2 separate regions of the Hordeum vulgare genome follow, and region 2 is linked to region 1. The links are chromatin contacts, called in public Hi-C maps. All regions are on one chromosome and are shown on one strand. Each heading gives the region's core, a stretch centred on a gene start, on an enhancer-like site or on the middle of the called end of the contact. The rest is flanking DNA. Distances are from core to core; before and after follow the strand shown. Region 1 holds the start of LOC123445039. Region 2 holds the start of LOC123445045.

What was found. Hi-C and Micro-C count contacts between places; a contact is called where the count stands out from the background.
Region 2: a contact with region 1 is called in a Hi-C map of leaf, with 4 times the contacts expected there. The contact joins the promoter of LOC123445045 here to the promoter of LOC123445039 in region 1. A contact is called at or near these places in 2 of 6 Hi-C or Micro-C datasets (leaf and seedling).

What each region holds. Positions count from the first base shown.
Region 1 is chr3H:558,457,233-558,463,166 of MorexV3_pseudomolecules_assembly, forward strand. It overlaps LOC123445039, which reads left to right and starts at 2,719. Exons shown (of 6, transcript XM_045121955.1): 1 at 2,719-2,843; 2 at 2,934-3,148; 3 at 4,285-4,395; 4 at 4,477-5,934. The coding sequence starts at 2,741.
Region 2 is chr3H:558,819,643-558,825,576 of MorexV3_pseudomolecules_assembly, forward strand. LOC123445045 reads left to right here and starts at 3,336. Exons shown (of 13, transcript XM_045121959.1): 1 at 3,336-3,683; 2 at 4,604-4,749; 3 at 4,834-5,059; 4 at 5,244-5,346; 5 at 5,443-5,507; 6 at 5,799-5,915. The coding sequence starts at 4,673. LOC123445044 (a long non-coding RNA gene) reads right to left here and starts at 2,161. Exons shown (of 2, transcript XR_006631050.1): 1 at 1,982-2,161. LOC123445043 (extensin-1-like) reads left to right here. Exons shown (of 3, transcript XM_045121958.1): 2 at 1-1,016; 3 at 1,260-1,472. The coding sequence ends at 992.

The sequences.
Region 1 (5,934 bases), core at 1,469-3,968:
CCCGATCATAGAAGAACCAGCTCGACAGCCCATGCAATAAAGAACATTTTTGCCCTCCGAGACCGGTTATCCGAGCCTTCTCCGTCACTCTGCCGCCGCCTCCACCTCACCCTCCGCCTTCTTCTCAGCCGCCTCTAACTAGGTCATCAAGCGCTTCACCATGCTAACACGGACGACACACGTGGTTGTTGCCACATCGGCATCCGACTCGTCCATGATGATAAAATTGATGGTCAGGTTATTTACTTCCGTGACGAAGCTGCTAGAATTGCAAAACCTTTTAGAAACAAACAATATGAGTTAGATAAAAATAAACCAGTTGTTGGCATGCCTGTTGTTTATGTTAAGATTGGAGATCATTGTTATCATGGCTTATGTGCCATGGGTGCTAGTGTTAGTGCTATACCTTTTACCTTGTATTAAGAAATTATGAATGGCATAGCACCCACTGAGATTGAAGATATTGATGCCACTATTAAACTTTCAAACAAAGACACTATTTCACCAATTGGGATTATTAGAGATGTTGAAGTCTTGTGTGAAAAAATTAAGTACCCTACTCATTTCTTAGTACTTGGTTCGCAACAAGGTAGTTTTTGTCCCATTATATTTGATAGACCTTTCTTGAACCGTTTATGCTGAAATTAATTGTGTTACCGAGAAGGTTAAAGTAAGCTTTAGTGATGTATCTCGTGAATTTAATTTCTCTAAGTTTGGTAGACAACCACATGAGAAAGAATTATATAGTAAGGATGAAATAATTGCTCTTGCTTCTAATGTTGTGCCTCATGCTGATCTATTAGAACAATATATGATAGACCATGAGAATGATATGCATATGAATGAGAGCAATGAAATAGATGTAATATTATTTAGACAAACACCTATTATTGAACATATCTTGTATGTTGACATTCTAGGGGATCCTCCTCCACATAAGTGAGATCCCGTGTTTGAGCTAAAGAAATTACATGATACTTTAAAATATGCTTATCTTGACGAAAATAAGATATATCATGTTTTTATTAGTGCTAACCTTTCAGAATATGAAGAAAAGAGATTACTTAAAACTCTGATGAAGCACCGAGTTACTATTGAATATACTCTTGATGAACTTAAGGGCATCAGTCCCACTCTATGTCAACACAAGATTAATATGGAACAAGATGCCAAACCTGTCGTTGATCAGCAACCCCACTTAAATCCTAAGATGAAGGAAGTGATAAGAACTGAAATACTAAAGCTTCAGAAGGCAGGTATAACTTATCCTGTTGCTAATAGTAGATGTGTAAATCATGTTCATTGTTTTCGTTAGAAAGAAGGTATAACTGTTGTTCCTAATGATAAAAATGATCTTATTCCTCGAAGAATTGTAACTGGTTATAGGATGGTCATTAATTTCTAGAAATTAAACAAAGCTACTAGAAAAGATCATTACCCCTTGCTTTTTGTTGATCAAATGTTAGAAATATTATCTAAGCCTACAAATTTTTTCTTAATGGATATTCTCGTTTCTTTCAAATACCCGTGTCAAAAGAAGACCGAGAGAAAACTACTTTCACATGCCCTTTTGAAACTTATGCTTATAGACGTATGGCTTTTGGTTTATGCAATGCACGTGCCATCTTTCAAAGATGTATGACTGTTATATTCTTTGACTTTTGTGAAAAGATTGTTGAGGTGTTCATGGAAGATTTTTCTGTTTACGAGACTTTTTTTATGATTGCTTGAGTAACCTTGATCGATTTTTGCAGAAATGTGAAGAAACTAATGTTGTCTTGAATTGGGAGAAGCGTCACTTTATGATGAATGAAGGTATAATACTTGGGCATAAGATTTCTGAACGAGGTATTGAGGTTGGCAAATCTAAGGTTGATGCAATCGAGAAAATGCATGTCCCCAAGACGCTAAAGGTATAAGGAGTTTTATTGGTCATGCTCGTTTCTATAGGCGTTTCATTAAAGATTTCTTGACCATTAAATAATCTTCTTCAAAAAGATATTTCATTTGTTTTTTATGATGGTTGTGTAGAAGCCTTTGAAATACTTAAGAAAGCCTTAATTTCTGCACCTCTTGTTCAATCACCTCGAGCAACAAGTTCATTGACTCGTGGCTCGACAAGAGGAATGGTTTCTCACGCAGAGTGCCCTCAGGCTTTGACTCCTTTGTCATTGGGACGGCGTGGGCAATTTGGAAGCAAAGAAACGCGAGAGTATTTAACAGAACGCAAGAACATAGGACCCCTCATCAACTCACTTTGCAGGTGCTCGCGGGAAGCAAAGAATGACGGATGGCGGGATTGGGTATCGGAGCCTTATACCCATTTGTGAGATAGTAGCTTTCGTTTATTTGTTAGGTGTAGTGTGGAGTAAACCAAACAGGACGTTCGCATCCATGTTCCGGTCTTGTAAATGCTTTTTCTGGCTTCGATAAAATATGATAAGCATTGGCGTATTCTTGAAAAAAAATAGTTAACTTTTTTATAGAAATATTAATAAACAAATCAAAAGTGTCTGCCTGCGCTGTGCGGAATTGTTTGGGCCCAGCCTAAAAGGCTGTAGGCCGGGCCTGGGGAAATCTCACGCTGCTAGTCCGAGAGGTAACGAAATGACAGCCCAATCCATGCCGCGGCCGGGTGCGAGTGCGACGCCGCGCTGCTTCTGATCCGGAAGTGGCGCATTTTAGTTTTCTGTTTTTCCAGTTTCGCTCCTCAAAGGCTCAAACTCCTCCGGGTCTGTCAATGCCGGGCCCCTCCGCCTCCGCCCCCCCCTGCCGCTTCGCCGCCCGCTGGGCGGCCGACGCCCTCGCCGGCGACGAGGCCCTCGACTTCTCCTTCGTCAAAGGTAGTGTCAGTACCGTGAGAGGGCCCTCTGCGTATGCCGTTCGCGTCGGCCCTTTCGTTGATCTCACCTAGGGTTATCGGTGCTCCGCAGCGCTGGTGGGCGTCTTGCCGGAGTCCCTCGCGGGCGCGCCGGAGGCTACGCGGGATAGGGTTGCGCTTCGATGCCTGCGGGAGGTCGTCTCCCTCGCCGCCCCGGGCGAGGGCGAGGTCGCCGCGACGCCGGCGGTGGCGGAGGTCGAGTCCGGGACGCTTAGGGTTGATGCCTCCCGCTCCTGTGAGGAATTGCTGATTGAGTTGCTTGGACAGGTATGCTGTGCTTTGTTTTACTAAGTGCATTCTGGTTGTTCAGAACTTCGGATCCCTGATTTATCCTTTTGTCACTGAAACAATATTTGTGCAATGGGGCGATTGAAGATTCGTTCAGGCAGAAAAGTATAGCAAGATGGAACATACCGTCTCTGCATTTGCTCCTGAGTAATGTGCTAGTTAGATTAAATCTTGTCCAGACCATGATGCAAAGTCAGACCAGAACTCATAATCTTAATTCCTTCCTTAAATAATGCAAAGCATACTCGTTCAAGCTTGACCCATCCGATGGGCAAAGTGTAGTCCTTGCAGTTAAAAGTTGTAGACAATACATCAATTGATTCCATCGATGATGCTTGTTATTTAATTTTGCATTTCTTCCGATGGTGGTAGAGTGATGTTTTCGCTGATTCATAAACTGATCGTGTTTAGTGACAATAGCCGTGAACATAACAAGTGAACACGTTGCATATTGTTTGCAGTATGTAAAATAGCATGTGTTTTATCAATGACTCAAAATATGGCAGCATTCTAAATTCTGACAGGCATCTCATTTTTGGTAGTTTGTCAAACAGTAGTGGGCTTTTGTGAGGCTGAAAGCAAGCATCCACCTTTTAATAAGTTACATTCTCTGTGGAGAACTTATCTACTTGTACCTAATGACTTGTTCACTGATCCAGTGTTGTAGTTCACCAATGCTGCTAGGCTAGACGATGTTATTATTTGAGCTCATGTTTCTTGTGATATGAAACATGATATATCCCTTGGCAGTTGCGTCTCAAGTCCTCCCAAGTGCAAACGCCCAACATGCATTACCTTAGCAAACGGTATTCCAGCAAGTTATACATTTACGATATCCCTAAAGATCATAACAGCATCACTTTACAGTTAAATATTAAAATTCTTCAATTTGTGTGAGGAGCAAGGATGCCATGTTAGATACTGCATAACATAATTATGCATGTTTTTAATGATTTCACTTTTCTGGTGCTCTTTTATAATTAAATTTCCTTATAACTTAACAATCATCATATGTTCTGGTGTCTTTAATTATGTGGTAGCTAATGCATGCTGCAATTTAGTTAGTGCCCAGATGTTTTTGAATTTTTTGCTTTACATGAATGTAATATCTGCAGGTTGGTAGTTCAGGAAGCTTGGAGAAAGATATGCTTCCACCTTTTAGCAAGGATATCCAAAAGTTTATATGCATCAAGACACCGGCTTTACCAGAAACTTCTTTTGAGTTGGTATGCCAAAAAAGTTGTTCTCAAAACTGAACATAAAAGGACTCGCTTCACGAATGATTAAGCTTCTTGTTTTATGTTCAGCTTAGAGAAGTGAACCCAGACATCGCGTGTATGGTCGCACCGCCCCCAGTTGAGAAGGGCGGCAAGAACATTGGCAATGACCAGTTGTTGTGCGGCATCAGCCCTGATCATGTAAATACAGAGAGGCACGGGTGCCCTACAAATAGGTGTTACGACCGCCCTCAGGAAGATACCACTGGCGCTGTTGGTGTCAGTGTCAGATCCGCACAAACGAGTCCAAGTAAAGATAATAGAAATATGTCCATTACAGCTGAGCCTGCTTCAGCTAGCTGCAGTGCTGCTTTTCTTCCATGTAATACTGAACTTATGCCAAAGCAGAATGTGGCGGAGACTACCGCGTCCCAAGAAAAGAGTCCAACTACCATTCTTCAACGAGAATCCTGTGGAGACAAGTACAAAAATTCATCCTGCGATAATGATGGAGAGAGATCACATGGTAATGGCACCAACATTCATTTATCAAAGAATCTCAGCGATGATACAGTGGCTCCAGATTCTGACAGAAGCACTGATGCTTTGCTGGCAAATACATCTGAAACAAGAACTTTGCCTGAGTTTGTTGCTGCAGATGGTACAGGTGTAATTGCAGAACTGCATGGCAGAAAAACTCGAAGGAGTTCACCGCAACATGACAGCAGTGAGAAAGCAAGTCATGTTTTGGATGAGGGTAGTGCGAGGATTCAGCCAGTGGAAAAGGGTTCTGGTCATAATGAACAGAATCTGCAAACTGCTGGTGTTGTACCTTCTGTAAGCTGCAACAGGGCTGTTCAAGGAGATAAATATGAAACCAACCTTCCACAAGAGAATGCTACAGGACTTTCTAAATTGTTTAAGGAGAAGAATGATAAGGCTCTTCTGGAAGTCAGTTGTGCTGACAAAGCCAATCCAGCACTACATGATGATGGCAACATCTTGGAAAATGATACATCCAGTTATAGGAAAACCTCTCTAGATTCTTCTTGCTGCAATGCAGTGGAAACATCAAATGTGCATCGCTCCAATGACAGTCCCGGTGGCTTTGCAGCCGCTTGTCTTCTATCATTGATGGGCAATATGCCGTCCTGTAGTCAGGATAAAGAGGCCAATGGTTCCACTGAGGGCTTTACGGAACAAGATTTGTGCATAAAATGTGGTAAAGATGGCCAGTTGCTGAAATGTAGCAGCTGCTCATTAATTGCTCATGATCGCTGTTTTGGTTCATCAGTGACGCTTGATGTTTCTGGCCAGTTTTATTGCCCTGTATGTTTCTATACTAAAGCTACTGAAGCATATCAAAAGGCGAAAATAACATATTTGGAAGCTAGGAAGAACCTATCTGCTTTCCTTGGCACAAAGCAATTTCCTAAGGAACACCATGAACAATCTACTGGAAAACGGCGAACAGCTACCAACAGCAAGGATCACTCGAATGGGTTTATTACGTCCAAAAGGCAAGATAACCATCAGTCTGAAGCTGAT
Region 2 (5,934 bases), core at 2,086-4,585, 360 kb after region 1:
AGTTTCCACCTCCATCGTATCAGTATCCATCACCTCCGCAGAACTTGTACTCTTCACCGCCACCGTACCAACAGTCCACACCTTCAAGCAACTACCAAGCTCCACCAACATCTAACAATCCAACACCAACCCACAAGTATTTACCACCTCCATACTACTACAACTCCCCATCTTCGAACAGCCACGTAGCTCCACCACTGCCATACCTGCAGTCCCCACCTCCGTACAACTACAAGTCACCTGTTCTACCATTGTCACCAATGCCTCCTCGCCATTATAACTCTCCACCTCCATTTAACTATGGATCTTCACCCCCACCTTACCAATATTCTCCACCGTTACCTCCAAAACATCTACAACCAAATGTTCCTCATGGTACTCCGCCACCAGCATCAATATCACCACAGCCTCTTTACCCCTATGGCTCTCCACCACCAGCATCAATATTTCCACAGCCTCTTCACCCCTACAGCTCTCCACCACCATATCTGAACTCGTACCAATCCCCACCACCACCGATGCAGCTCCCTCATGTAAAATCGCCACCAGTTTCTTCAACATCTCCACAGCCTCTTTACCACTACAGCTCTCCACCACCATCTCTGAACTCGTACCAATCCCCACCACCACCGACTCAGCTTCCTCATGTAAAATCACCACCAGTGTCTTCAACATTTCCACAGCCTCTGCACCACTACAGCTCTCCACCACCATATCTGAACTCGTACCAATCCCCACCACCACCGATGCAGCTCCCTCATGTAAAATCGCCACCAGTTTCTTCAACATCTCCACAGCCTCTTTACCACTACAGCTCTCCACCACCATCTCTGAACTCGTACCAATCCCCACCACCACCGACTCAGCTTCCTCATGTAAAATCACCACCAGTGTCTTCAACATTTCCACAGCCTCTGCACCACTACAGCTCTCCACCACCATCGCTTCTGAACTCCTACCAATCCCCACCACCACCAAATCAGCTGTCTTAAGCATGAGGAATGGTTTCTTGAAATGTAAGTTTCCTAGTGGGCTTTATGTGGTACAGTATAACATCTTAACGTTTACATATGATGTATCATCTTTATGAATTTGAATCGTAATAATGTGAACTTTCACGATAGCTCATATAAACTCAATATAAAAGATTGCATTGGTGAGGACTCCTTATTTCAAATAAAAGAGTAATAAGATTCCTAAAGTATAGCGACAGGACATGTTAAGTTGTTAACCATATGATTCCATCCATCTCATTTCAGGATATGATGTGGGCAGAATAAACGGAAGAGTCGAAGTCTATCTCAAGAAGAAGCGCCGTAGCTGGAATTGTCAGCTATGGGTCACAGTTTCTAGAATTATCTACCCAAGTATCTAGTGTGTTTCAGCTTTCACTTTGTTGCCTAGAGCTATTTCAGCAATGTAACCATAAGTTGTATGAGCTATTGTTAGTAATAGCAATGTTCTGTACTCAATCCAATATATGCTGCGGCATCTACCCAAGATAGAACAAATCCAGGGGGGGGGGGGGGGGGGGCTTCTCCACCGTGAAATTCTGTGGCTCAAATTCAATTCAGAAACCAAAAGTTGGAAAACTGAGCTTGGAATGCAGTGCGCTCATGAGTCGCTACCGGTCACCGTCATCTCAGGGGAAGCATAATATCACCAGTAAATCAGCGCAGTTCCTAGGTAGTAAAATAAAACCACAGGATCCGTCACCCAACCACGCGCCGGAAGGCACATTTCTTCAGTTCAGTGGGTAGCAGCGGTTTTCCAGAGAAATTTCGGCTGCTAAACCTAAACGGGAGTAAGCAACAGCAACAACAACAACGATCGACCACTCGACGAAAGTAGTTCATCTTCCTCTCGGATCTCGCGGTATCTATCTACCATGGATTGTTCGTCTACAGCCTACAGGCGACCAAGGGAGGAGACCTACGCGGACTGTGGCAAGAGGAACGAGCAAAGCAACCCGGGCACTGACCTGACTCCAGTAACCCACCGCAGATTGACGACGGCGACCACGGAAGCGGCGGTCTCTGCGCGAGAATTAATCGCCGGAGCTGGCGGACGGCCGGCGGTCCGCTCCGGTCAGGTCAGGTCTGCAGGCAGCAGAGCGCCAGAGCCTGACGCGGCGGCGTTGAGTGGGGACGGAGAGAAGATCCGGGCCAGTTTGGGTGGGCTTGGGCCGCATGTCCGCGCGTGTAAATAGCAACAAACAAACTCAGGCCTACTGGCTCTGGGCTGGGCTGTCCGGGCCGCCTCGCGAGAACGCGGTGCAGCCGTGCACGTGCAGTGCTCGGCGCCGGCGGTTGCCTTTCCATTTCGGTGCCGGTGCATGTCGCCGCACCGCACTACGGGTGACCTTAAGCAGAACACATGGCCCCACACGTCATTTTCCCAAGACAAAAAAAGCGAGGGTACAAACGTACGGAATAAAATACCAGCAGCAAAACCGGAAAGTTTTCCGATAAGTAGTGCAAAAATAGAGAGCATGCGGATGTATGTGTGTATATAAATAATGAACGTATCGTGTGTGGAAATGTCTCGTTCTTTGCGTGATATGATAATCCAGCCGATCGTGCGGTTTTGGTGCGTGGCGGACGATGACGAGCGTGAGGCCGGCGTTGCAGATTCCTTCCTTCCATCCGGAGGCCCAGACTTTGATGCCAACGGAATGGTACAACTTGGAAGACATATTCCCCTCGCCTGCTCTGCTGCTATTGGTGGCACGAGGCTAGGTACGACACATGGCACACGTCCGCCACAACTGACATACGCATAGCGCGAAGATGCTCTCCTATCTGCAGGTATCTTCTCACTCGAATGCTATCCATACATCCTTCATCCGCTGCACACCAGGCTTATCGCCCGGCCCAACATGGCGCATGATGAGTGAGACCCTGCCAATTTCCGTTTTGTTCTTCTAAAAAACTATAGTACATTTTTACGACCAAGTGATGTAGTTCTACGTGCTGGAGTTTTGTGTGTTTGGTTTTTGCGGGGAGTTGTGCGTAGAGTTTGTGTGCCAAAACTGCCAACAGACGTGATGTTTATAGAATAATTAAAGCGTGAAGCAAAGCGTCCCTGCCAACACCACTCGCTCATTTTTAGCAGTGGGGCCAACGTAGTAGTACGCTTTAAATGCGGAAATTACCCCTCGAGATCCACTCCTCACCAACCCCAACCAAAACCAAATGAAAACAATCTCAGTTCCGCTATGCGTTGCATTCATCAGAAAACAAGAGAAACATACACAAGAATCTGCAGCTTCAAAGAGAGCGAGGGCAGAGGAATCTGCTGCTGCGATTATAAAAAACGGGGTTTGGAACTTGGGTCAGCACAGCCGCAATCCTCAAAATAAAAAATCCGCACAAGAGTTAAATTACCAAAAGCGCCCTCACGTAGTGCCGCTGCCCCACGCCTGAAAGCACACGACGAGAGGGGGGGAGAGAAAAACAGAGGAGCGAGCGAGGGGAGAGGAGGCTCGCCAAGGCCGTAGCCACCGTCACTCTTCGCCGCCGTGATCCGCCTGGGCCCCGCCGTGCCGGGGCTGCTGGAGAGAGCGAGCGGGTGGGTCGCCGGCCTCGCCGCCTCCGTCCCGTATTTCCCTCTGATCCTGCCCTCTCCGTGGTGTGGGTCTCAGGGGACCAAACCTTTCCGCCGCGGCTTGCTGGCGAGTGAAGGTGCGTGCGCGCTGCTACTCTCTCTTATTCTCCTCCTCCAATCAAGATTGGCTGCGACCAGCGCGTGTCCGCGTGATCTCTTCTCGGGAGACGGCGGTGGTGTCAAAGAACTGGTCTCAGGGTCAGGGACAATAGAAGTAATCTTGTGTTGTTCTGCCGTTGGACGGCTGATTATTCACCAGTCCAACTGTTTCCTGAGGACGTGAGTCTCCACCGCGGCTCCTGGTTCAGGCTGGAGGATTTGGTCGAATCACTTGTGTGTTGAAGCGTGCGATTTTATGCTGCGTGCGGCAGCGGCTTCAGTTTTTTTTTTTTTTTTTTTGACAGTGTTCTTGATCCTCCAGGCCCCACCAGAACGCGAGGTGCTCAGGAACTAGGGTTCTGGATTGAAGGGGCCAAAAATAGAATTTGCGGAGTGTGCTAGTGGTTACTGTGAATGGCAATTCGACACAATTCAGAGTGGCTCTTTTTTTCGGGGACATGTAGAATTGCAGTAGGGAGGAGGAATGCTGAACCTTTTATATTGGATTTACATGAGTTGTTGATTTTCTTTTCAAGATCATCTTTCTCCCAATTTTTATGCGGCGTTCTATGCTCTGTTTGTCTGGTATGATTTGAGGATCTCTAGATGGTTGGCTTCTTCTGCACCCTCAGTTAGGATCACTGCTGGAGAAGGGGGAATGCTGATTGTGCACCTTGCCTTCGCTGAAGGAATTAAGATTTCGCTTTGCGACTAGTCGTGTCATTCATTATTTGTTTCAGTCTCTGCTTTAGCCATTTTCATTACTTGTATAATTTGCTGATTAATGGCACTTCTGTTTTTGAAAGAAATCGATGACACGTTTTCGCTTGTCATAAAAGAAAAATCATATGTAGTGCATCATCTCTTACTCGTTATTTTTCTTTTCATGTTTGCACAGTGCTTTTCTTAGTTTCCAATCGGCGTATTTTTGCACACATAATTGGTTTTCCTTCATTGGAGTTTACCAATGTCGGCCGGAGCCACTATAAACTGGATCAGAACCCCATTTCACACCCAGAGATTTCATGACTTCTCAAGTCTAAGGTCACTCCCTCCTTCATTACTTTAACTTAATCCCTTGAATGGTGTTTTTTTTTTGAACCTGACTGACGTAACAATTTATTTTAGTTTTAGATGCCGAAACACTTTTGGGTCAATTCAGCCTTGCTGGTTGGCAACTGATCAGGATTCATCCCTCTCTAAAGTCCGTGTGGCTGCAGACTACTCAGATTCATTGCCAGATTCCAAGTACATGAGAGATCGGGGATACCATCCTCTTGAAGAAATTAAAGAACGCCCAAAGAAGAAGGACATTTCACTGACAGATGTAGAAACAGCTAGAACAGTAGTAGAGGTAACCTAGGATAACAAAACAGTGATTTTGTTGCTAAATGCATCCATCGTTTTTATTCTGCATAGCAATGACTATAAACTTCCTCAGCTTAAATCTGAGTACACATCTGTAAAAACTAGCATAAATCCCGCCTGCTGTACTAAATATCTTACCATTTGCTGGACAACCTTTCCATCTTGTGTAGGCAAATAGCAAGGGATTGCTCATATTTCCTGCCAGGGTGCATAATGAACCTCATGGACATGTTTCATGGTCAGAGTTTCAGTATGTTGTTGATGACTATGGAGGTAATTCCTTTGTGCGTGAGTGAATATTTTACAGCAGAATCTTCATCATTTCCTTCTTGTGCATCTAACACTTACACTGGGTGAAATTTCATACAGACATTTTCTTTCAAGTACCTGATGATGGGAACATCTTGGAAGATGATGATGCAAACAACCCTGTGGTAAGATGGCTTATGTTTCCATTTCTGTCGGTGTGTCTCTTGATGTTTTTATATGAGTATCAGTGGTCTACTGACAGGCCAAAAAGGGTTCACTATCTTCCAAATCCCATTTTGAGTTCACATTATATGGACCCTATGGTGCATCATCGACTTAGTTCGAGTCTTTATTTTGTGATGCAGTCATCATAATGTTGGCTTGTTTAACATCAATGCTATTCGCAAGTGTAGTGTGCACCAACGTTTTGACTGCAAGAAATTTTTCTTACGGTTGAAATGGCATTTTTGTTGCAGACAGTTTTGATCGGAACAGATGGTGCAATTATTGGAGAAACTAGTGTGGTAACTAGTGATTTCAACGACCACGTGGTCATTGAGGATTCTATGGACATGCATGATGATGACAGCAAGGTTTGCTAAGAAAGTTTTT